2 separate regions of the Callithrix jacchus genome follow, and region 2 is linked to region 1. Evidence: chromatin contacts called from public Hi-C data. All regions are on one chromosome and are shown on one strand. The core of a region is the stretch at or near the end of the contact, and the rest is flanking DNA. Distances in the headings are between cores, read along the strand shown.

Region 1 (4,635 bases), core at 237-2,736:
TATGAGCTCGTCCAGGAAAAGGGATTTTCAACAAGCCCCTCCCCTACATCCCAAACTAGGGACTTTGAGAAACATTATTCTGTAAAATGACATTTTTAAAGTCTTTCAAAGAGTTTATTATTTGAGTTTATTTCTCTTACTATGGAATTGGGAAGGCCTGGGGGTCGTTTATTCATTTTCAGCACAAGGATGAAGTGAGGCTCCGAAGAGGTCAGCCATTCATGTGAGTATGCAGGAAAGGTAACGGGAGATGGGGGCCGGTCCTCCCTTGGAACCCAGCCCTCCCAGCCCAGTTCCGCTGCACACACTGGACACACGCGAGTGTGGGGAATGATATGACACTTCAGTGAGGAGGGCCCTGAATTGAAGTAACTCCAAGAGAAGGGGCTGAATTTCTGAGGCCATTTCATCCCCCAAACCAGATCCCTACCTAGGCCCAGTGGGAAATCACAATCCCACTCATCTTCAGAAAGGAACCTTAGAATGCAAGGCTTAAATGCCAGTCTAACCACATGACTGGCCAAATCCCTGGAGGTTCTTTAGCAGAATATCAGCACAATGGCATGTTGCCTGCAGAATCCTACAAAGGACTCTAGGCTGGGTGCAGTAAGTAGCTCGCGCCTATAGTCCCAGTTATTAGGAGGCTGAAGCAGGAAGATGGCTTGAGCCTGGGCATATGAGGCTGCAGTGAGCCAGGATAGCACCACTGTACTCTAGCTGGGTGTTAGAGGAAGACTCTGTCCCACAGACACACACACAGGACTCTAGAGTAGAGGCCAGAAAGTTCCTTCTCCTGGCAGAGCCTCCTCCCTGCCTCTGCTGCCCTGGACCACAGCTCCTTCCAGAAGGCCCACCCTGTCCTGCTCTGCCCTGGGCGGGTCCAGCAACCCTTGTGGTCCTCGGATTGCACACTGGGGCTGCTTCTGCCTTGTCAGTTATCACTCTGCACTGAAATGGCCAGGCATCTGCTTCCCCCAGGGGACAGTGAGTCTCTTGGAGGTAGGGGCTGGGTTCCATAAGTGTCTGTAAAATGAATAGGCTCCTCACGGGGGCTTCTCTTGTGTCTGACTTAGTCATCATCACCTCGAGTACCCTCACACCCCACTGAGACAGAGCTGTGGCACTGCCATTTGATGAACTGCCAGGGTATTGTAAAATGTCTAGAATGTCCATCTTCTGTGTTACAGGGAAGAGGCAGACCCTGAGCCAGGGCTGCAACCTCAAATCAGGGCTGCATGGCCACTTGCCACCTGGTCGCTCTGGGCTCACCTCCAGATATTGCAGGCAACACCCCTGCCAGGTAGGAAGGGGGCCACTTTATTTTCCGGCTTTCAGAGGCTACGAAACCAACCAAGCAAGGCAAGTCAGCCATCAGGCTCAGCCTGGCAGGCAGCGCTCCTGACTTCCCACCCTTCCTCCAGGCCAGGTGTCTGCCAATGAGAGCCTGGGTTCTGCTTTCCCGCCTTTCCTGGCAGCACAAACCACGCTCAGGATGGTGAGCAATGCAAGTTCCAGGCATGCCTTTCTGCATTGCTGGGTTCCCAGGTGTCACTTCATCTACAGGGTGAGTCCTCCACAGTTCTGTGGGCTGATACACATGCAAATTTCCCCACGCAAATACTGTTAGGCCATGTGGCACCTTTCCCACTGAGAAAGCTCCTCGTCAGCAAGCTGGGGAATGGGTGAAAGCCCATGCTGTGCCGGCCCAGGGCGGCACACACTGGCCGGGAGTCTGGGCAAGGCCCCCTGCGGGGGCAAGCGGACAGCACACACTGGCGCCTCGAGTCGCTGCGGGACGACGAGGACTTCCGCAGGCCTGTGGTCTGGCTCTAGGGAAAAGCCCATTTGCTCACCTGATCCCGTGGTGTTTCCACGTCGGCGCAGCTGTGCGTGTGCTGGTGTGTGCGATCCGAGTGGTTTCTATACCGTCGTGGAAACCCCCAGCCCAGCGGTTGTAGACTTTCTTGGGGCCTCGACTCTCCCCAGGAGCGTGATCCTCCCTACGGGGCAGCGGCGCTTTACCCGGCGGGGCGGGTGGACACTCCTACAGACCTACTTTGGCCCATTTTCACTCAGTTTCCAACCCAGAGCTGCAGGGACAGGGGCGGGCTGCGTTTCCTTCGCTGAGCCCTCCGCAGGGCCGCCGCGCGGGCGGGCAGGGCCAAGGCTGCAGCGGGGCCGAGGCCTGAGATGCCTGCGCGGGAGCCGACCCCGGGAGCCGGGAGCCGCGGCGGGAGCGCGGAGAGGTGCGGGCGCTAGAGAGGGCCAAGGCCGCGCCCGGGGGGACGGGGAAGCCGGGAGAGGAAGCAGCCCGGGGGCGAGGTGTTTTGTCACCAAGGCTGAGGGGCCGTGAAAGCTTTTTACCTGTTTTCACTGGGAGCAAATAACAAAACTGAAAACGACGGAGGAGTGGGGCTGCAGCAATGGAGGCAGCAGTGTGGGGAGGCCGAACGCTTCCCGGTGAAGAGGGAGAGGGGACTCCCAGACCCAAAAGGCGCGCTGGGCACGGAGTGGGGCAGCCGCCAGGGGGCGCCCGCACTAGCTCGGGTTCGGGCTCCGGGCCCGGGAGGGGCGGTCGGCGGCGGGGAGCGCCCGGGAGGGGAGGGGAGGGGCGGGGCGGGGCGGAATCCGGGACTGTGCTCTGGCCGCGGCGTGAGGAATGCGGCCTTTGGCTGGTCCCAGGCCGGCATTCCGGCCGGCACAGGAATGTGAACAGGGTGTTCACTGCGCTCTGTGAGTGCAAAACTTGGTTCTCCTCCCCTTGGAGAACGCTGGCCCCCTCTGAGCCACCCCTCCGAGCTCCTGGCACGACTGTCCGTCCGGGTGGAGGACAGGGCCCCGAGGGAGGACTCGCAGGAGGCACCGGACAGGGGTGCAGCGGGAGGGAAGGCCGCAGGGGTGCGCTCATGCGCTGAGAAAGCCTGGCCAGTAGCTGAAAGGGGAAATAGAGGACCTGCCCCTCCCCATCATCAGCCTCAAGGGACACAGGGTTCAGATTTCAAAATGTGCCAATTTAGGGGCCATATTGTGAATGGCAAGACCTGGGGAGAGACGCGGAGAGGAAAAGCGGACAATATAGTTTGGGATTAGGCGCTTTCTGACCGCCCAGAGAGTGACTGAATAACTAACAGCATTTGACTCATTCATTTACCGACTGTCTGCTCCATGCCAGTCCCTGAGATTAATTTTGGGGACATAGAGGTGAAGTCATCCTCTGTCCTTGAAGGGATGACATTCTGATCCTTAAGACGGTCTCTGAAACACCCAGGGAGAGCTGCGGGAGCCCAGGATGTGGGGGGACACCAAGGAATAACCCAGATTGGAGGTGGAGATACAGGAGGTCTTCCCCGGAGAAGCTGCGAAGTAACTTGGAAGACCTGTAGGAGTCAGCCCAAAAGATGGGGGAAGAGTATTTTAGACAGAGGGAACCTTGTGGAGGAAGAGCCTATGGTCTGACTGGCCCCCAAACAGAGAGTTAAGTCTGCTCCAGGCCTCTCCCCATGCCTGCCAAAGGCCCAGCTGAGTCACAGTAAGGGTCAGGGTGTCCACCTCAGTCCACCCATGATGTCAGTTGGTCTGTGGCGCCCCTCTTCTGCAAGAGGCACAGCAGTGGCCCATGAGGAGTGAGAAGAGAATCAGGGCTCAGCACACTGCTGTGGGAGTATTGTGGGGACTGACAGATAATCCCCATAAAGCATCTGGCAGGGGGCCTAGCACCTAGTAGGTGTATACATTGGCTCTGTATACATTGGCTGGTCTCTCCTCACCTTCCCGATCGACCGATTCCTCTTCCCCTTCGTGGTACTGGTTTCTGGTTCCGAAAAGGCAGCTGTCCAGCTCTTCCCTGGGGAGGGGCCTGGTCAAGGGGAAGACCATGCGGGTCTAGTCATGGAACTTCCTGATTTTTGTCCCTCCCTGGTTTGGGGGTGGTAGCACATAGCACATGAGACTGGCGTGGTAGAGGCCATCATAAAGGTCCTGGAATACATCCAGGGCGTCCGGTGCTGTGGGCAAGGAGGAATTGGAGCAGAGAAGGGCCTTGCTTGCAGGTGCAGCGTGGGAGATTGGCCCACGGGCTGAGAACAGGATGAATGAAGCAAGGAGGGTCAGGGTCAGGAAGGCTGAACTTGGGCAGTATCCAGGAAAGGACTGATGGGAGCTCGGAGGGCAGGGACAGAAAGCAGAGCTGGGAGGTTGTCACTGGGGAGGTAGAGGAGACCAGACCCTTCCACTGATTAGCTGCAAGGTGGGACCAGGACTCTAAGCCACCTACTAAATCCTCACCTGGCTTGGCTCAATATGGATCTGAGCACACGAGGCCACAGGGGATCATAGTCTCTGTGTGCCCCAAATGTCACTGAGTGATGGAACAGGAATGTTTATATCCAGAAGTTCTTTGTTAGCACCCCCTTCCCGGGAATGCACTGGGACCTAAATTCTTGTGTGCAGAGGAAAAGTGCAGGCCTTGGAATGGCCTCTCCAGCATTGTTCCTCAGCAAACACAGGAAGATGGGTTTCCTTTAGCTGTGTGGTGCTGACATCTGAATCCGGACCCCTCCCCCAGCCTTTGGGGTCAGGGAGTGAGGCAGAGGACCAAGCAGCTGATGGAAAATAAACACCCACCTCTGCTTTTTT
Region 2 (4,384 bases), core at 1,696-4,195, 92 kb before region 1:
CCCCGCTTCCTCCCTTCCTTCCTTCATCCCTTCCTTCCTCCCTACCGTCCTTCTTCCCTCCCTTCCTGCCTTCCTCCCCCCACCAAAAAAAAAAAAATCCAAATTATCAGAAACACTCCTAGGAATTTTCAGTGGGATAAAAATTCAACCCAGTAAGCCACTCTCTATTTTATGTCCAAAACAGGACCACCACTCTTCTGTAAAACTGCCATCTAGGATCAAAAATCCTGCTGAGGACTATGCAGCACTGACAGAGAAGCCATGGAGAGCCAGATAGGAAGAATCAAGGAGGTGAGCTATGTAACTGACAGACTATAAACAGCCACAAATGCCTTATCTGGTCGATAAGTGAAAGCCAAGCTCGGAGGGCCTCCTTGTGGCTGGTGGAAGAAGGTCTGCTCTGCAGACCCACTCACACAATAAGCAGATTCCAAGGTAGATTTCTCATGGAACATCTAAGTCACATCATCTAGTCTGGTTTTCACCAAAAAGAAAGTTCATGTTTAGATCCCTATTTAACCTCTGGATCTAATTCTCAAGTGATTCAGAATCCAGAAGGGAAGAGAGGCAACCAACCCGGTCTCTAAAACACCAATGTTATCTATCAACACGTTGCCTACCCAATGTGTCTTAATAAAACCAATCAGCATTGATAAATAATTATGGCTCTGTTGCTACAGAGTTCACGAAAGCAGCAGCTCAAACTGCAAAGCAATAGCTGAAATTCAGAATGGCTGCCACCTTCAAGACCTTCAAAGAGGCCGTATTGTTCACATCACTCTCCGTCCTGCCCATAGGGTCTTGATAAGTTCGGTATCCCTCTCCCATGCAGTGGTCACGAAGGTGTCACTGGTGGCAGGCTGAAATCTGCAGAGCCATGAGGCAGCACGTTGGGAAAATAGTGCGAAGAGGTTCAATACATCATTCTTTAATAAACTTAACTAGGAAGAATGGGAGACAGATGGTGAAGTGGGGGGCATCCCAAAGTTTTTCTTTCTTCCTTTTTAAATGAGAGACATTCACATATGTGTATAAAACTAATGAAATGGTACATAATAGAGATGAAAGAAAAGAGGGAAACAGTATATCACAGATGTAAGAGAAGAGATGGCCCTTGGGCTTGGGATAAGGCAGAAGGCAATGTTATCCATGAATAAGAAGGAGGGCTCAATCCAGAGTTTGAATCCCCTTTGGGTTTCTCCTTTCACACTCTATTTAAAATCTCTTAGCTAAACACTGTAGGGGTATGCAAACATTAAACTCTTCTTTTGCAGTTCAGATAGGTACATAAAAACTGTCAAAGGCTGTGTTTGGTCAGTGCCACATTCCCAACAAAGGAAATGTTCTTGCTGCCTTCAATATTCAGTGTTGAAGTCAACATCAATACTGATTTAGGGGTACCTTGGCTAGGAAGTGTTTACATTCACCTTAGCATATCACAATACCACTACTGCCACCAGGGGGTGCTAGAGAGCCACAGCCAAGCAAGTTTGGACAGAGAATGAGCAAGCTTTCCAGCAATACAACATCAAAGAATGCATTAACTACATCCCGACCCTCAAGCTATCTCCGAACAGGACCATACATGAAGGATAGATGCACAAAAGAAATCAGCAATGCCAGCAGGAACTGGGTTTGGAACCTTGAGACCATGTGACCCTTAAGTAAATTAATAACTTCTCTGAGTTTCGTTTTTTTGCAAAATGAGGGTTACACAACATGTTATGAGGATCCAATAGGATCATTAATGCAATACACCTGTTAGCCTGGCACCAGTCCCCTCTGATAAATGCAGACATCAGTGGCATCAGAAGTCATTCCAAAATAGCCACCTGATTGCCAGGCTGCACTTCTCCATAATCATCAGCCTACTGTTGGCCCCAGGGATTCTGACATAAACCCCCCTGGGTCTGTCAAGAACACTGTTGCAGGCCTTCTGTTTTTACCCCCATTCTAAGAACCTCCCTATTCAGAACAGCCTCCTACACTCTTGGCTTCTTCACAAATATCTTCCAATCTTCTTCTACAACCTGACTTTCCTTAAAAGTCATCTGTTCCCCTGCCTATCATTCAGTTCCTATAATACCTGACCTTCAGAGCCTAGATAAAGGGTCAGCACTCTTTAGGATCACTAGGTCAAGACCAGACCTAGTGTCTTGGCCTGTTCGCAGACATCCCTTCCTCATGCCCTCATATAAATCCCCTCTACTTTGAAGCTCACAACTTCTTTGAGACCAAGGCTTACTCTGTCACCCAGGCTGGAGTTCAGTGGCGTGATATCAGCTCGCTGCAACCTCTGCCTCCTGGGTTCAAGCAATTCTCATGTCTCTGCCTCCTGAGTAGCTGGGACTATAGGCACACGCCACCATGCCCAGCTAAATTTTGTATTTTTAGTACAGACGGGTTTTCACCATGTTGGCCAGGATGGTCTCAAACTCCTGACCCCCAATGATCCACCTGCCTTGGTCTCCCAAAGTGCTAGGATTACAGGCCTGAGCCACAGAGCCCAGCCAAAGCTCACAACTTCTACTCATAATGGTGACTTCTCATGCCATCAACACCAGGGACCCACACAGGACTTGCAGAGGCCTTGGTCTCCTGCCATGTTCTCCCTGGCTTCAATATTCAGTATTCAATATCCTGCCACACTAAAGAACTACTTTATTACTAAAACAAATGCAAAAATGCCATTCTACCAAAGATCCCATCACCACCTTTCACCACTCACCTCTAATTCCTATAAAACCAGTTCTCTGACTCCACCACTCCAAGTCAGCCAACATTTACAAGGCACATTTATGAGCCAGGACTGTGTTCATAGCAGGATGCAGTAGCCAGTTAAAGCCACTTCCCTTCTCTCCAGTCTAGCCATGAACACCTAGTTTCAAGTTCCCCACAGCCCATGCCCTAAAGAAGGCAACATTACTGACAATTATATTGGCACCTTCAGCTGGTTCACTCCCTCCATGCTCTCAGACAGCAGCTCCAATATCCTGACCACCCCTTAGTCTACTCCTGCCACTCAGCACTGCTGAAGGAAATCCATCCTACAGAGAAGCTCTTACACAACAACGACCTCCAGGCTCAGGGGAGGCCCTTAGTTCCACTCAGCAACCCCTTCCTCACTGGCCCTCTCTTCCCTAGTCTTATTCCAACCTCACAGGTCCTTCCCACTTCCTCACCCTCAATGTTCTTGTCCTTTTCCACTAGCACAGAGGAGCTCCCTTTCTGCCTTTTTTTCCAGCACCAGGCAGATCTGGTAGAGCATCCATTCTTTTCATTCCAGTCTCAAAGAAAGATCCATTTTCCTATCCAAATGCCAAATGTAAATCCTTCTCTCCTAAGTACACTAAGTTCTAGTCCGTTTCACCACTGATGGGATATCTTAATTTCTCTCTCTTGTTCTCTTTTACCTTCAATCTCTCCCAAGTGTCCAATTACCTACTCGACTTATCTACCTAATAATCCTACAGCCCTCCAACTTAACAAATTCAGAGCTACACTTACTATTTCCCCCGAAACTTGCCGTCTCCTTTATTCTAGGTCTCCGTTATCACAAGGAAAGAGGCAGAGGACCAGAGACCAGAACCCCTAAGTAAGCAGAGAGGGTGTGGCAAAGGGGTCAAGGGCCCTAACTGCAGTTCTAAGAAAGGGGTAAGACTGGCACCTGAGCGTCTCAGTGTGGCAAGGGAAAAAGGAGGCAAGAAGGGAGGTAAATGAGGTTGTGAGTACAGCTGGCTTGAATGAGGGGACAGGGAGAGGTGCAAAGGGCTGAGGAAGAGGTCTGAGAAGGCAGCCCTTTGGCCTTCTCCAAGCAGCTTGGAGGAATATGAAGCATGAATGGGTGGAAGCCCGCTTTCTGGCTCCTTTTTTGAGGAACTGTCTGAAAACGGGAGGCATTCACAAGGTAGCTCTCTTCTCCCTCTCCAGTCTTAAGGATACAAATTTTAAACCCACAGTTTCTGGGATTAGAGAAGAAACTGCCAATTATTGAAGTCCAATTTTCTCTAGTTTGGCATGTATCAATCTGTAAGGACTCTCACTTGCCAATCATCCTTTAAAGAAACATATCTGCTCAAAAGTTAAATTTGTAGTCTACTGGGACAAAGAGATTTGAACAGCAGTTGTTTATCAGAATGTAGAGTGAGCCAAAGTACTTCAAAAAGGAAACTACAGGCCAGGCAGTAGCTCATGACTGTAATCCCAGAACTGTGGGAGGCCAATGCAGGTAGATTACTTGAGGCCAGGAGTTCAAGACCAGTATGGCCAACATGGCAAGACCCTGATCTACTAAAAATACAAATATTAGCAGGGCATGATGGCAGGCACGTGTAATCCCAGCTACTCGGGAGGCTGAGGCAGGCAATCATTTGAACGCAGGAGG

What was found. Hi-C and Micro-C count contacts between places; a contact is called where the count stands out from the background.
Region 2: a Hi-C map of skeletal muscle shows a contact between it and region 1, with 4 times the contacts expected there. The contact joins the enhancer-like site here to the promoter of LOC144579927 in region 1. A contact is called at or near these places in 3 of 3 Hi-C or Micro-C datasets (induced pluripotent stem cells and skeletal muscle).

The regions. Positions count from the first base shown.
Region 1 is chr17:49,868,043-49,872,677 of calJac240_pri, reverse strand. LOC144579927 reads left to right here and starts at 1,486. Exons shown (of 2, transcript XR_013528631.1): 1 at 1,486-1,564.
Region 2 is chr17:49,961,747-49,966,130 of calJac240_pri, reverse strand. The region is part of intron 2 of RYK (receptor like tyrosine kinase); the gene reads right to left. Among named protein-coding and RNA genes, the nearest start is that of RYK, 36 kb to the right of the region's middle. Within about 2 kb of position 2,945, at least 1 of the 16 cell types and tissues checked has an H3K27ac peak or open chromatin away from gene starts, as enhancers often do. A contact at or near this core is called in skeletal muscle, where this site is marked.